2 separate regions of the Mus musculus genome follow, and region 1 is linked to region 2. Evidence: chromatin contacts called from public HiChIP or PLAC-seq data. All regions are on one chromosome and are shown on one strand. The core of a region is the stretch at or near the end of the contact, and the rest is flanking DNA. Distances in the headings are between cores, read along the strand shown.

Region 1 (7,791 bases), core at 2,879-5,378, 260 kb after region 2:
TCCTCAGATAGCCATCTCTTGAGAGCAGGACTGTTAACTTGTAGGTTCTGACCTGTACTTTGTCCATCCAGGCTTACAAAGGCTACAATCTGTAATTGCCTTGGGAAAAGATCTTTAATGATCAATAAATAATTGAAGGAAAGTGTGTTCTGGTCCTTAGAACTTCTTCAGAAAAAAAAAAAAAAAAAAAAACAACAACAACAACAATGTTATTTCCAGGGAGGGGTACTTTATCTTTCTCGTCAATCTGAAGGGAACTCTTTGTTTCTCTGTTTCTACATGGGGCAAACACACAACCATAAATCTTAGCTTCACACACCCAGTGCTACAAAGTGACTCATATGTTTGTGACTATTTTTACACATAAGAACCATCATCGTCAGCGAGAATGTATTTGCCGGGACATTAAGTCCCATATGCCAGAGTTTCTGTCACACTTCTGAGACACTGTCCTTGCAGTTGGAATCCTAGGAAATCAGTCCTCCGAGACTTCTGTACTTCTGCACCTGATGTAATAAACACTCCTTCCCATCCTTTCCCAGGGACAAATGGCCTTAAACTACTCTTGTAGGCCCTTCCCTACAAGTGTGCAAAAACTCTTGTTTTAATATAATTCAATGTCTGGAAGGTGGGGAGGGAGGGGTGAAGGGTAAGGAGGGAGGAAAGAAGCCTGGAGTTATCTTTCCAAGTATAGACGTGAGATACTAAATAAACATGTTTAATCTATAAACTCATGACAAGCACTTCTCAAATTAAATCCTGAATTTAAATATTTTTACATTTTTCAATAATAATTTATTTAGAGTTGATAAGCTATTATCTATGATATTAGTACCCTTTAGGGGACAAAGTGAGAACTTCATTAGCTATTTCTTATACTCTTCCTTGGATCAAACCTTTGGGGGGGGCGGTGTTGTGACCTCTGTGGTCCCTGTATGGACAATTGTTGATGGCCATTCTGACAGCTGAGGACCAAGGCTACATTCCATCCTAGAAAGGCAGAAACCATCAGGAATTGGCATGGTTGAACTGAAATATAAATCCATAGAATTGAGGGCTTTTCCCCCAAAGGGTAAAGAGAATTTAGACATAGACTTACGAATAGTTTTTGTAGACATAGCAGGAAATTATGATCATGTGGGACTGAATGTGTCATTTGTACTTAAATTTGTTCTCCCTGTGAGTCTTGTAGATAACATTGTTTTTTGTAAGCTGTGAGAGATCAGAAAATAATCCCAGCAGATTATACTGCTGCCCACAGGCTCTCAGACGCTCTCTCCGATTGGAATGGAGCCAGTAGAGTGTGCAGAGAGAGTTAAGGGCCATTTTCAAATCCATGTTGGAAAAATTCTCAATTTTTACTTCATATATCAATTTACTGTTCCTGAAAATATAGATAAGTAACCAGGATGTGGAATTTATATTAAAGTTCATGGATTCTGATTACATGTTCCAGGTGTGTGAGGTTAACACAGCACCTGTCTTAATTTAAAATGATGAATTTACCCCCTTGTGGGGCCTCTCCTCCAGGATCACACCACATATTCGCTGATATTAAAATACCATATATCTCTGTGTTACATTTATTTCTCAAAAGTATTGAGTGGACAGCATCCAAGAGACACCTAAATATAAGTGAGCTACAAAATGTGGCTCTTGTTTGCTCCAGTCTGTGACAATATAATATAAATGTGGCTCTTGTTTGCTCCAGTCTGTGACAGTATAAAGGAAAGATCAGAACATTGCCAGGAGATGGGGGTGGGACAAACAAAACATCTACAGAAATGGTCCCCAGACTTCCTAAATCTGCGGGGACCCTTTAATATAGTTCCTCATGGTATGGTGACCCCTCCAACCATAAAATAAGTTTTGTGGCTATCTCATAGCTGTAATTTTGCTACTGTTAGGAATTTTAATATATATATCTGATATGTCATCCTCAAAGGGGTCATGACCCACAGATTGAGAACCACCGATCTAAAGTACTACATAAGGACCTGAAGAAAGCCAGTGGGTACATGAACTGATACATGGCCACTGTTGGTTTGTATTAAGAGTTTATTCCTGTGTGTAAATCTGTCTTTGAGCCACAGTTTTGTATAACAAGAAAATTTTACATTGTGTGACTTTCTGCGTCTACCTTCCAAAGACTAGAGACAGCAGTGCTGGGGCACATTTCCTTCTTTGGATAACTATCTCACAAGCTGTTTGGGCTTAATGCACTGAGGTCTCCTTCTTTCTGGTATTCCTTTTTTTTTTTTTTTTTCTTGTCCAGAATTCCTCAGTGTGTGGTTGCTCTTTCCTCTCTGGGACTGGGAGATTGTGGACCTGTGCTGTTTTGTACATCCCTCATATAGGTGCCCTGACCATGCTTCTCCTCTCAAGCATCTTCTCCAGCCTTCCAGCCGCCCTCCATAATTCCTCAGTGTGAGGTTGCTCTTCCCTCTCTGGGACTGGGAGACTGTGGGCCTGTGCTGTTTTGTACATCTCTCACATAGGTGCCGTCCAGTCCACCACCAAGCAATGATAAGTGCCTTAGCGGTTGCTAAAACAGCCAATCCCCAAGACAATACCTTTGCACACTCGATTCAAAATGCCATGCACACAGCGACCCTGTCCGGGAAGAAATGGATTGAGCCAGTGGTGCACCACTGGGATGTGCAGAAATCAGACATATCCACCATGCTGCTGCTATCATTGGTATACTGTCATTAAGTTGCTCAGACCAGATAACTCCACTGTTCTCATAATGATCTGGTAAGAACATTTCCTCTTGCTACCAGCTCCTCTAATAGCAGAGTCTGAGCCACAGCACACATGCTGCGGGCTAGAGACAAGGGCACAGTAGATATAGGCAGCAGGCTGGGATGACGGGGGCTGCCGAATTGCTGAGTTTCCTCTGCAGACCTTAGGCTCCTACTCACCCAATTCCACATCTCAGGGATGTGATCTTTCCAGCCCGGGTGGAGCAGGTAAGCAATGCTAGACTTTCTTCAATGGAGTTTATTACATGTCTCCTTATATCCACTATGTGTCTCTCTAGATGCCTAGAGATAAATATCTGAAATCGGGTTTGTATTGTCTTCTTTGTACAGCTCTCCCTGACATCAAGTAGCTTGTCCATAGTATGCTTGCAATGCGTTCTGGATGATTAGACGCAAATCATCCAGGGCCCGCTTTGTTTCATCCTCCTCCAGGGCTAGACTGCTGTGCGTTAGCCCGTCCTGTATGGCAGCAGGGAGCTAATTATTGCCATGCTCAACAATTTTGAGTAGAAATAGATGTGTTTTCCTCTCTCCGGAGAACAGGGCTTGTTTGTGACAAACACAAGGTCTTGCTGTGTAGCCCAGGCCAGCCTTGTGTTTATGATCCTCCTGCATCAATCTCCCCTCTCCACCCCCCCAAGCTTGGCTTACAGATAATGTCACCACTCACTAGAGGAATAGAGTCTTGAGCAAATCCTCACAACCCTATTACAGGGACTCTGATAGGTGCCAGTCGTCACTGACTTCTGCACATGGTGAAGGGAAAGGTACTTCCTTATGTTGGTAAGTAGGGAAGCAGAAGCAGTTTTGAGAGTTACCGGTCAGTAACCGTAAGCAGGGACGGTGGCCCTTCGCTTGGGAAGGTCTCTGCTGTGGAGTTTGAGGGGCTTCAAGTCCTCATCCTCAGGTAGGCTACTGTCTTCTGTTAAGGAGCAATAGAAATGTAAACTGTTGTACAGTGTAGCAAAAGACAGTAAGGTGCAACTCAAGTCTAAAACAGGCCAGAAACTCACTGAAACAGAATCAGTCTCGCTGCCAAAACCAGGAGGCTGGCATGGTGTTGACACTTGCCATTTTGACTCGTTCATCTGAATATCTGGAAATGGCCTGACTTGGAGTGGAGGTCCAGCTCTGTGCCTGAGTGGCAGGGTGGGTGACTAGGATGCCAAAAGCTGTGGAAAGGAAGCCTTTGTGGGAGGCCAGCTGCTTGCACCAATCTCTGCTTGGCTTGCTGGTCGAAAGCTTTGATCTCAAGGCCCTTTCCCATGAGACATCTTCCCTTTCCTCTTGTCACATATGCAGCACCCCTCACCCACTACACACACCCTGGTTTGGTCCAGTTCCAAGGGAAATGAGCTGTTTGTCCAGTCACCGTCTCCGGGCTGTATAAACAAGCAGATGGGCAATCAGCACCCTTCTCAGGCCTTGGACCGCTCGGCTGCTTGCACAAATGGGGACTCATCACTCAATTTTTGGACTGTAGTCGCACAAGCATGAGATAATGGGGACGGCTCAGCTTTCGAGATCTCTTCATGCTGTTTAGATTTCAGTCTCCGTGTCAAAAATCTATTGTTCAAAGCAGCTTTGGCAGCAGCAGCCGCTGCCCTTCCACTCATTTGGAAAAATAATAATTCAGACCCTGTTGCCTTGATTTCTCTTTCCTTACTAAACGAAGTCTTAGCAAGCAGAAAATGGACTCCTTCCCACAAAAGAGGGTTATTATTTTTTTTGAAAATACATAGAGGATATCTTCCCTTAATTATCCAAATATTAATAGGGCCGGTCATCTAGCTAACAACGGTTTGTTTTGTTTCTCACTTTAAGGGCCTTGGATATTGCGGTAGCCTGGGGAAGAGTGGGGCAGTCTAGAGACTTGTCACCTCAGGGCTGCTGTCATTCTTGTCACCTGAGCATTTCAATGTGGGCACTGGTCTTGTTTCTTCTGATTCACGGAGGCTTTATGGGGGATTCTCCCTAACTGCCCCTGTCTCCTCAGAACTCAGGCTTCCTGCAGCTCTGGCTCTTGTCAGTGCAAGCTGCCCTGCTGTCTCACCCTTGCTCCTCCTGCAGGCACCCGTAGATATCAGGCTTGCTTGGGTTCCTGTCTTCTTGCCTTCCTGTGATTCTTTTCTCCATTACTTCAGTCATCTCTTTCCCCCCTCACAGTCTCCTCTTTTCTTAGTCTCCTCCCTCTCCCCTTCTCCCCCTCTCCCCCTCTCTCCCTCTCTTCCTCTCTCCCTTTCCCCGTTCCCCTCTCTCCTCTCCCTCTCCCTTTCCTTCCCCCTCCTCCTTTCTCCCCCTTCCCCTTTGTTTTCAGTTCCCTGTGTTTTACTCTTCATAGTTTTTCAGTTTGGATTTCTGTCACTCTGGACAGTCTGGTGTGTTCAAACTCCCTCCCTCTCCTCCTCATCGCCCCCCCCCCCCCCATTGCTTTTCTGTTGGTTTTCATTTCTTCCCCAACCCTTCACCTTAGATTCCTAAAAACTCTGAAGTTTTTCAGCCTGGAAGTGTCGCTTGGACAGTGTCACTCTGATGAGGCAAGAGCACGTGGCATAGTGGTTACCTTCTTCCTCCTAGTCTGCCCTGATGAAGCCATCTGCTCATGGGGCAGGGCATCAACAGAGAGGACATCCTGTTCTCTGTGACTGGCAACTATTACTTTTGATTTGCTAATTCAGCATTTAGATTGTCTAAGGCCTAAAGGAAAAAAAACGATGTGAATGCTTGTCTCAGGGACTACACAGCTGCCATAAGTCTTACCCAGCTTGTGAGCAGTGTTTGCTCTCAGTGACCACCTCAGGCATTAGAATAGTTTCCCTCAGCTCAAGGCTGGCACCATGCTTACTTGTCCTCTGGCTGTCCGTCTTTTTAATCTGGAAACGAGGCAGAGCTTCTGGGCTTTCTCCCAGAGCTCTGTCTAGCTTGGCTCACCTGCCAGCACATCCCTTTGTGGCCTTTATTTCAGTGACTATCAAATTTATATCTCTAACGCATACATCTCTAGGAAACCCAGGTTTGTATATCCAACTGCCAATTAAATACCTCAAACTCGGCATCCCAAACCAAACTCTGACTTCCTCACTTCACCCTTTGGGCTGCCATCTGTCATCTGCTCAGAAGTGGAAGTGCCCTTCCTTGAAACGCTAAAGCTGAAGTCTTGGAAAGTCTTTAACTTTTCTCTCTCTCCCACCACAGCCAGTCTGTTATTGTTTCTATTATCACACCGGCTCTAGCACCACCCTTTCTCAAATGCACTTGTCCTGCCCATCTTTAAAAACTCATGTCAGATTGTTACTCATTTTCTAGAGTCCTCTGGCAAGTCATCTTTTTAATCCTAAGATTCAGAGTCTGGTAAAACCTGCAAGCCCTGCCTACACCACAGCTGTCCTCAGCTTTCACTCCCTTCCCCTCCTTGCCTAGGTCTCTGCCCTCTCCTATCTCCTCATGCTCCCTGGTCTGTTATGGGACCTCCTGCTGGGTCCTCTTCTGTCCAGAGAGAACTTTCCCAAGACATCCACAGGACCCCGTCCTCTACTACATTCCAGTCTTTTCTTAGATATGTCAGAGACAGCTAAGTATCTTAATCAGTTTGGTTTACTTATAAGAGAAGACCTTAGCCTGAGTAATTTATAAACAAATAACATTTCTTGTGATCCCTAGAAAATCCAAGACAAGGTGTCCCTAATGTCCTGAGGTTGTCCTTCCTCAGAGGCTGCGCCTCCTTAATGGTGGTCTCATGTGGTGAAGAGGGACAAATAAGGGCACTAAGCTCACCCATGAGCGTTGAACAACATCACAGCCCACCCCATGATATCACATCAGAAATTATGCTCAACATATAAATGTTGATAGAGTAAAGGAATTCAGAACATGACAGCAGCACCCTATATAATAGCTATATAAAGTTCAGCACCCTACATAATGCTAATAGAAAGAAGCTTGTCTGGTAACCCTAATTGTTTCTTTCTCTCTCTTCTCCATTTTACATAGCTTCTTAATATTTATCTTCACATGAAATACTATGCATTTGCTTTATGTTTCCATCTGGCCCTTTTAGAAAACAAAAACAAAAATATGTATTTGAAGGAGAGATTCTATTTCACTCATGGTTCACAGTAAGCATGCCGTTAGTATGTTTTCATTGAGGAGCAGAGGAGGTGCAATCAGGAAATAGCTTGTACCAGAAATGGAAATCAGCAAGGAAGTGAATTAGAAGCTGAGTGTTGATGTTTGGAAAATGAGGACTCTTTACAGGGACTCAGAGTAACGTTGTGGATGGCGTGAAGCGTGGAATGCATAGTATGTAAGGTTCACTATGTCTGGGGCATTAGGTACTCTGGGTCATATCTTTTAGGGCTCTGGGCTAGGAAGCCATTTACTTATAGTCATGTTACCCTGAGTATTCAGGAGTCCCATGGAATAGTTATCTAACTAAGTCAGATTTCTGATGGGCCAATGCCATATCCAGACATGGGACAGTGTGTAAGGCTGTTGGCAAATACGTAATTAATGCACAGCCACCTGCAGGATCAGCATGGGAGTTTGTGAAGGAGAGACAGGGTTTTGGGGAGGCATAAGGAGGCAGTGGACATTGAATCAATTGGCAGGGATAGTTATTCTCCATCAAGATATTCTCCTAAAATTATAAGTTTAGGAATCATATTCTGCATCAAGATCCAGGAGCTTCTGAGCTCTCTGGGGTTTGGTCCTTCTCATCGACTGTTTCTGGCCTTTCAGTGAATGCTATGTTGTCTTTAGCATCTACTGAACCTCTCAGTAACTGAATTCTTTGGGACTCAGTTTTATTACGTACTGAAATGCTGAAGGGAAGTCTTCTACTGTGCTCTATGTGTCTGTATTAGAAATTAACATTGGGAAATCCAAGAAGTAATGAGAAATGGGAAAAAGTTCCTAGGTTGTGGCAAGTCCAGGTGGACCCAAGGGTCTATGTTTTACTTTTTTGTGGGGGTAGGGGGGACCATTAAAGATTTTAACAGGACAATGGTATGATGAGCACTGTAGAATA
Region 2 (7,412 bases), core at 3,331-5,830:
TTTAAAAGCTTTCTGCTGCATTCTTAGCTTTTGTTGACCTTTGTTCTCATATGCTGACATTTGCTTTCATATATTAACATTTCTAAACAATTTCATGATGCTTATGTTCGTACCTAAGCATTTAAAATATGTTTTAAATATTTAAAACACGTATTGGTTGTTAGTTGATTGGTTGGTTGCCTTTTAAATGCAGTGTCTTGCTATGTAGCCTAGGCTGGACTTGAACTCAGAATCCTCCTGCTTTGGCCTCTGTAGTCCCGTGGTTGTGTATATGGCACATCTGGATTTAAATGCTTGGTTTTTGCAGAGTATGTACATATTTCCATATGTGTAGCCACATTTGAGCGTTCAGCAGTCTTCTGAATGCAGTGAGTTGCTTAATGATATAAGTGGCTATAATAAATAAGAAAGAGAAAACGTCAGTAGACTGACCTCAAATGACTGGCACAGAGGATTGAAGAGAGTTGAGTCAAAAATGTTTTTCCAGAAGCCACATCTCATACTTATCCCCGTGTTAGCCTGCATGGTCTTCCGGTGTGCACAGAGTACTCTACAGTTGTCCCTCTGTAGCACTTAACGTGTTTTATCATGATTGCTTGTATTTACACCATTATTTACTTGTGTGCATTTGTGTATATGTCAAGCATGCCCCTGACAGCCAGAAGAGGATGGCTGATCCCATGCAACGGAAGTTACAGGCAGCTGTAAGCTGCTTTTGTGGGGCTCCTACAAGATCATGAACTCTTGACAGTATAACCTCTAGCTTATTTACTCTGGCACTTGTTTTTTTTTTTTAATTAATATTTTATTTATTCTTTTAAAATTTCATTCATTTATACAATGTATTTTGATCATAGGACATTTACAGCTTAAGTGCAGTGTGTGCCCCACAGTAAGTACTTGTATGAGTTTGCTAGAGCTGCCATGACACTCTGTGACAATACCATACACTGGGTGGCTGAAACCACAGAAATGTTATGTCCTTGCTGTTCTAGAGGCTGTAAGTTGGAGATCATGAAGCCAGCAGGGGAGGTTCCTTTTGTAACCCACGTACCTGAAAGGAAGGAGGATATTCTGAAGAGACATTGTGTCCCTCAGTTTGGCAATTGAATTGTTAAATCAAGAAATGCCAAGAAGCCGAGGGGAGGGTTTGGGGGGGGCTGGGGGGGTTGGGGGGTGGCACACCTTTAATCCCAGCACTTGGGAGGCAGAGGCAGGCGCATTTCTGAGTTCGAGGCCAACCTGGTCTACAAAGTGAGTTCCAGAACAGCCATGGCTATATAGAGAAATGCTGTCTCAAAAAACAAACAAACAAACAAACAAACAAACAAAAAACCCCAAAAAACAAAACAAAACAAAAAAGATATGCCAAGAATCACAGGGAGTCTCAGAAATTTCAATCCTAGCTCCAGCCAGAGAGGGAGCTTGCTGCTAGAAAAAAGATTTGGGGACTCAGCAGTCAAGAGCACTGGTTGCTCTTCCAGAGGTCCTGAGTTCAATTACCATCATCCACATGATGGCCCTCAACCATGTATAATGGGATTGGATGCCCTCTTTTGACATGCAGATATATTCAAACACAGAAAATACATAAATAAATAAATCTGAAAAGGAAAGAGATGGAGACTTATACACCACTGGATTGTCAGCCAGTCTTGCAGGATCCCAGAGCCTAGAAATAGATGGGGATTGGGGGTGGGGCTATAACCTGACCTGGATGAATTGCTGAGCTATGTGTACCTTAGGCCAGGACTCCAAGGATAGGCTTGGGGGAATCGCTGGATCTCCCAGTCCCTCTTTTCATTGGGTCACATTGGCTCTTTTGATTAGTGTACTGAGGATCAGTACCCAATTATGGCTTCTTAGGGCACTGACCCTAACCATTAAAACTCCGGTCCCTCCCGTAGACTGTGGACAACTGCCTGGTGAGGTGACTATCCCTCTGTGGACTTGAGTACCTGGGGACTATGAGTCCCAATATTCTTTTTCTGTCAAGAACACTAGTCAGTTTGGCTTCGGGAACACTGTAAAGACTTCATTGTAACCCCACTATTCACTGATTCTGAGGGACAAGGGCTTCAACATAGGAATTTAGGGGAAGAAAGTTCAGTCCATAACAGTACTCCATTCTCTGTTGTGAAATAGTTGAAATGCTTATGAATGAATAAGTACCTAATATTTACATTCCAGCCTCCTACTTTCTAGGCGCCAGTCAACTTCTTTGTAGCCAGAGGTCTGAACAACTCAGGAAGTCTAGTATTTTACAAAATGTGCCAGATCTGGAACGCTACCCTGGCTTTGCCAATACCCACTGTATAGCTGAGTTCCCTCCACATACCTCAAAGCTCTGGTCTCCTCTGAAGTAGAAAAAATTCACATCCACTGCAGAAGAAGGTGTGCAGCTCTCTGAGGTCATATATGTGAGGGTAAGGTGCATGCCATGGCGTAGACATCAGAAAATTCTAGAAAAACAAGTGTCAGTTTAAAAGGCACCTTAGAAGTAAGCAATATCTTACTGAATGAGTGTGTGTGTGTGTGTGGGGGGGCAGCATTTATGAGCCCTGCTGCCATCAGTTGGTCTCTCTGCCACTCAGGCCCCAGGTTTGCTTTACTACAACTCAATTTGGTTTATTTATCTTATTTTTTTATTTAAATGACACATTAGTTGTATTTAAAGTAGGTTTTTATGACCTGGAGTTTGTAGATTTCACTGCGTGATTTTAATTCTCACCTCTAATTTCTGGAAGCTAATCACACGGTGTTGTCACCTAATTGCTGTCTTCACTGACAGTTATGCAGATGGAGCTTTAAAATATGTCTTTATGCAAAACACCATGATGGCTCATCCTCTGTATAGTGCCTGTGGTGGCTCCCATGAGGCTTTTAAAAAATGGACTTTGAAGTGTCACATGAACACACATTCTTCTTTTAGAGACAGTGATTCTGCTGAGTAATGAATGGACAGCCAGTGAATTGTGGCGATCCTTTGGGAATCAGCAGACCAGAGTCAGAACCAGTAGCCATGGGCAAACATAAGTTGATTGGTGTCTTGTTAGGAATTGTGGCATTGCTTTTGTTTTTCTTATTACAATTCTCCTCCTCCTCTCCCTCCTCCTTCCCTCCTTTTCCTACTCTTTCTCTTCCTCCTTCTTTTATGAAGGATACGTTGCTTATTTTCTGCTTCCCCATGCCATTTCTCTTGCACCCTCTCCTGTTTCCTCTTTCTCTTAATTTATCCCTGCTTCTCCTCTACCCTAACTGGCCTTTCTCTCTGTCTCTTGATGATCCGGGCCTTCTACTATTATCTGCGTGCTTTCTTATCCTGTGCATCTGACTCTGTCTCTCTTGCCCTCCTTCTTCCCTCCCTTCCGGTCCCATTCATTCTCTTTTCTCGACTTTTCCTACTCTTCCTCCTCACCATTCCCTCCCCACCCCTGCCTGTCTGCTGAGTGACCAAGGCTATGAGCTCCCTCAGAAACACAGGCATGTCCTTACAGGCCCCTCTCTCTTGTACTGATACGAGTTCTTTAGACTTACATGGAATGAAATGTCATATTTAGCATCGCTAAAAGAGGAGGTTTTATTATCTCAGGAAGGAACTTCAGTTGGAATGGCGCTGGGTGTGATTTGAGAATATTTGTATTGTAGGTTAACTTTGGTCAAGTCCCTTTAATACACTGGAAGCCTTGGTTTGTTTTTCTTTTAAGTTTTTCATTTAGCTTTTACTTCATGAAGAAAGATGTTCTTGGATTTCATTTAATTAATAGTGAACATATGCATGCATGCATGTCTGCGAGGGAGGTGGATGTTACCTTCTGCTGCTACCTACATTGTTTCTTGAGAGAGTCTATGTTTTGGCCTGCAGTGCCTAAGTAGATTAGATGGTCAGAGAGCCCCAGGGGTTCCCCAGCATGAAGGTTACAAGTGCATACTGCTGCCATTCCTATGTGGTTCTAGGGACTGAATCTAGGGTCTAATGCTTGCACAGTAAGCGCCTAACTAACTGAGCTATTTCTTCAGCCTCCTGCTCCATTGTTGTCCTGATCCATTTCTTTCCTTTTCTTTTCTTTTTTTTTTTTTTTTTCTTTTTGGTTTTTCGAGACAGGGTTTCTCACTCTGTCCTGGAACTCACTCTGTAGACCAGGCTGGCCTTGAACTCAGAAATCTGCCTGCCTCTGGTGGTGCACGCCTTTAATCCCAGCACTTGGGAGGCAGAGGCAGGTGGATTCTTGATCCATTTCTTGACACTGCAGTGAAACAGATGTTCTGTGTAGACAGACTCTAGTTTGTTGCAGGTCCTTAAGGTACGTGCTGAATCTGGGTAGTATTAAACATGGCTTCTGAAAACTAATGGGAAAGGAAATCTGTGGTTGGATAATGATTTGATCTTTTTTGAGAAAAAGGTCCTGAAGGAAGCAGGTCTGGCCTTATCTTCTCTGTTGGATATAAGATGTAAAACCCCTCCTTGCTATTGTCCACCAGACCCTGTCTCATTTTTCCCCTCTCTGACTGCCAACACAGTGCCTGGATAGCAGCAGACTCCCAACACAGTGCCTGGATAACAGCAGGTGCTCATGGCTTCCTGCAGCATTTGCCTTGTAGTTTTCTCTAACTCCCACATATAGCCATGATAGCATCTTGCAAATTCTCGGCAGCTCCAGCCAGCCACAGTTCTTTCTTTGTCAAGAAACCCCCTTGCCTTTAATCAACACGAACACTCCTTCCAGTATGCAGTTTTCCTGCCGTAGTTATTTATGAGTATCAGTTTTCCTTCCCAAGGTTTCAAAGCCAGAAGACTCACCAGGAAGTGGGATCCAGAATCCTTCAAGTTTCATGGCCCTGCAATTTAGCTGTTACAGTAATTTGTCTCTCCCTGCCCTCTTTCCCTGGTTTCTGCTCCAACCTGCCTGCAGCCTACACTGCTCTTTTATTGCCTCCTCTTCCTGTCGGCTGAGTCGGTTCCACTCTGGGCACGTTGCCAAGCTTTACAGCTTCCTCTTTCCTGCCTGTTTCTCAATTCTTCATCCCTTTTCTCCCTGGTCTATTGAAGGATACGTAGAAATATTAAGGCCACTCAACTAAATCAGTGGAACTTGGTCAGTAAGTTTGGAGGTAATATGGAGAGTGGACAAGGATGGCCTGTCTTTTTCATCTATCTACACTGACCTTCCTTTCCAAGTTCCGTCTTACATCTATTTCCTGCACAAACACTCGGCCCCGGGCTCCTCTCCTTTCTGCACTGCATCCTGTTCTCCTGAATTGCCAGTCCACCATTCTCTTCTGATTCCTGTCTGCTTAGCGCTTTCCTGTCCATGAAGGCTTGGAATCCCACTTTCTGTACAATCATGTGCCCTTGGTTATTGCCTATCTCTTCCTCTGAAATCTAAAAGAACTTCCCGCGTGTCCTCACATGATGCTTAGTAACAAACCATGTCTCATGGGAAGACGCCTCCACATGACCCAGGGTAACCCTTGAAGCCAACAGCTGTGGTACCTGCAGTGGGAAGCAGGCTATTTAAGTGTCACGTTCGTTCACCCAGTATTTTGTCACTGGCAGAGCCCTTTCATCCACTGAATCTCATCAGATTTTCACAACTATATTACAAGGTCCACATCGCTACCATCATCTCACTGAGCAACTGCAGCCTCAACTTAGTGACTTTTAAAAGAAAATCCCTTTCAACCACAAAAAAGGAGTCCATAAAAGAGATAGTTTAGAAAGCAATTTGGCATTTTTTTTTCCCTACAGGCTATGTAAATAAGTCACTTCCCCTGCTCGGGAGTTAGGCAGTTAAGCATCTAATATTAATGAATCTGCGACTAAATAACTCTGTGTGGAGGTATGGAAGCCTTCAGCACTCAAATGGTGGATGATTCTACAAAGCGGTCACCATACAAAACTCACCCTTTAAAGCAGCAGTTGAGATATCAAATTTTGAGAATTGCATATTTGAACCCCGGACATTACAATTTGTAAACACGGCTGGATGCTTCCTCTGGGTAACTCTTCACTTGTGTTGCCCTAGTCAGTGCTTATGGTTCGTGAGGAGTCTATCTTCCTTCCCAGTGGCACCCGTCTTCAAGATAAGATTTTAAGACAAAATTATTTTAACCAAATGATGTGAGTTGACACTTATACACAGCCTGCCATCTGCTGGAGCTTTCTATGTATTATCACTAAACCTTTCAAGAGTGCTTTTGGGAAATTGCACCAGTGTATGCATAGTAAGCTTGGGCTTAAAGAGGGGACCCTCTTAAGCTGAACACTTGGAGCAAATACAAGTTGGAGTGGGTGTTGGTCTTCTACACCTGCGAGTGCCGTGTCCTCTCTGGCTGTACTGTCATTGATGACGTGTCAGGCAGTTCCAGACAGAGGAGTGGGATAGAGAAACTCCACCATTTAAATTCTCTGAAAATCATGATGACGGAAGCGGGCCTGGGCGATGTTGTGTGTTTTCTGGATGATATACTGCACTGAGTTGCCTCTAGTTCCACATTAAAGCCTCAGCAGAGAGCAGCACATAGGATTTCAAGGTATTTCGTTTGATATTGAATTACTCTGTGAGAAGAAGTAATGAATGGATAACGGACTGCTGTTGTGTCTTGGGTCTGACTGATTTTATAGTCTTTCTCCTTCCATAGTTTGTGGTCAGGTTTCTTAAGAGCATCACAAGCTCCTCAGATTCCTGTTCTAGGAGAACGTACATCATTTCATCATTAGGTGATAAGATAGCTGTAGTGACATCACAGCAGTCAGAAAGGGTCTCCTCTCCAGGGATTCTCAACCGTGACTGCATATTAGGGTCGGAGAAGAGCTTTAAAGAGATCCCAGTGCTCAGCTCCAGGCAGGGAGGGGCTGGAAAGCATCCTCTCAAGGAAACAGCAAAGACAGACAAAGTGGACAAAGGTGCCTCCCCATTGGCCAGGATCTCTGAGTGACATGGAGAAGCTCTAACAGGCCAGCAAGGAGCTGGCTGTGTTTGCATAGTCATGACTCAACTTTTTCACAGGGAATGCCAATGTTTTCTTCTCTTGCACTCACATCTGTTTCCCCTCTGTCTGAGAATGGCACTCCTCTTTTCTTTCACAAGCTCTGTTTCACTTGATACGGTTAGAATAAGGCTGATCGTCCTCCATGATCTAGAATTGGGTAGGGAGAGTTCACACGGCCTGTTCACTAATGGGTTCATCCTAGCTTTTGTGGAAACAGCTAGGGCATTCTTTCTGACTATGTTTACTGAGCTAGAAGGGTATAATTCTGAGGCTGTAATAACCATCTTGATACTATAAGGGGAAATCCTAATCAAGATGGCATACAACATTGGGGTACTGTACTGGCTAGTTTTGTGTCAACTTGACACAGCTGGAGTTATCACAGAGAAAGGAGCTTCAGTTGGGGAAATGCCTCCATG

The links. HiChIP or PLAC-seq counts read pairs in DNA pulled down with a chosen protein or histone mark.
Region 1: an HNF4G HiChIP or PLAC-seq map of pancreatic cancer cells shows a contact between it and region 2. The contact joins two enhancer-like sites. A contact is called at or near these places in 2 of 484 Hi-C or Micro-C datasets (the BV-2 cell line and embryonic fibroblasts) and 2 of 115 datasets of contacts at active chromatin or transcription factors (microglia and pancreatic cancer cells).

The regions. Positions count from the first base shown.
Region 1 is chr2:113,650,738-113,658,528 of GRCm38.p6, forward strand. All of the region lies in intron 16 of Fmn1 (formin 1), which reads left to right. Among named protein-coding and RNA genes, the nearest start is that of 4930533B01Rik, 54 kb to the right of the region's middle. Within about 2 kb of position 4,129, at least 51 of the 459 cell types and tissues checked have an H3K27ac peak or open chromatin away from gene starts, as enhancers often do. A contact at or near this core is called in the BV-2 cell line and pancreatic cancer cells, where this site is marked.
Region 2 is chr2:113,392,916-113,400,327 of GRCm38.p6, forward strand. The region is part of intron 2 of Fmn1 (formin 1); the gene reads left to right. Among named protein-coding and RNA genes, the nearest start is that of Gm13963, 4.9 kb to the left of the region's middle. Within about 2 kb of position 4,581, at least 71 of the 459 cell types and tissues checked have an H3K27ac peak or open chromatin away from gene starts, as enhancers often do. A contact at or near this core is called in the BV-2 cell line and pancreatic cancer cells, where this site is marked.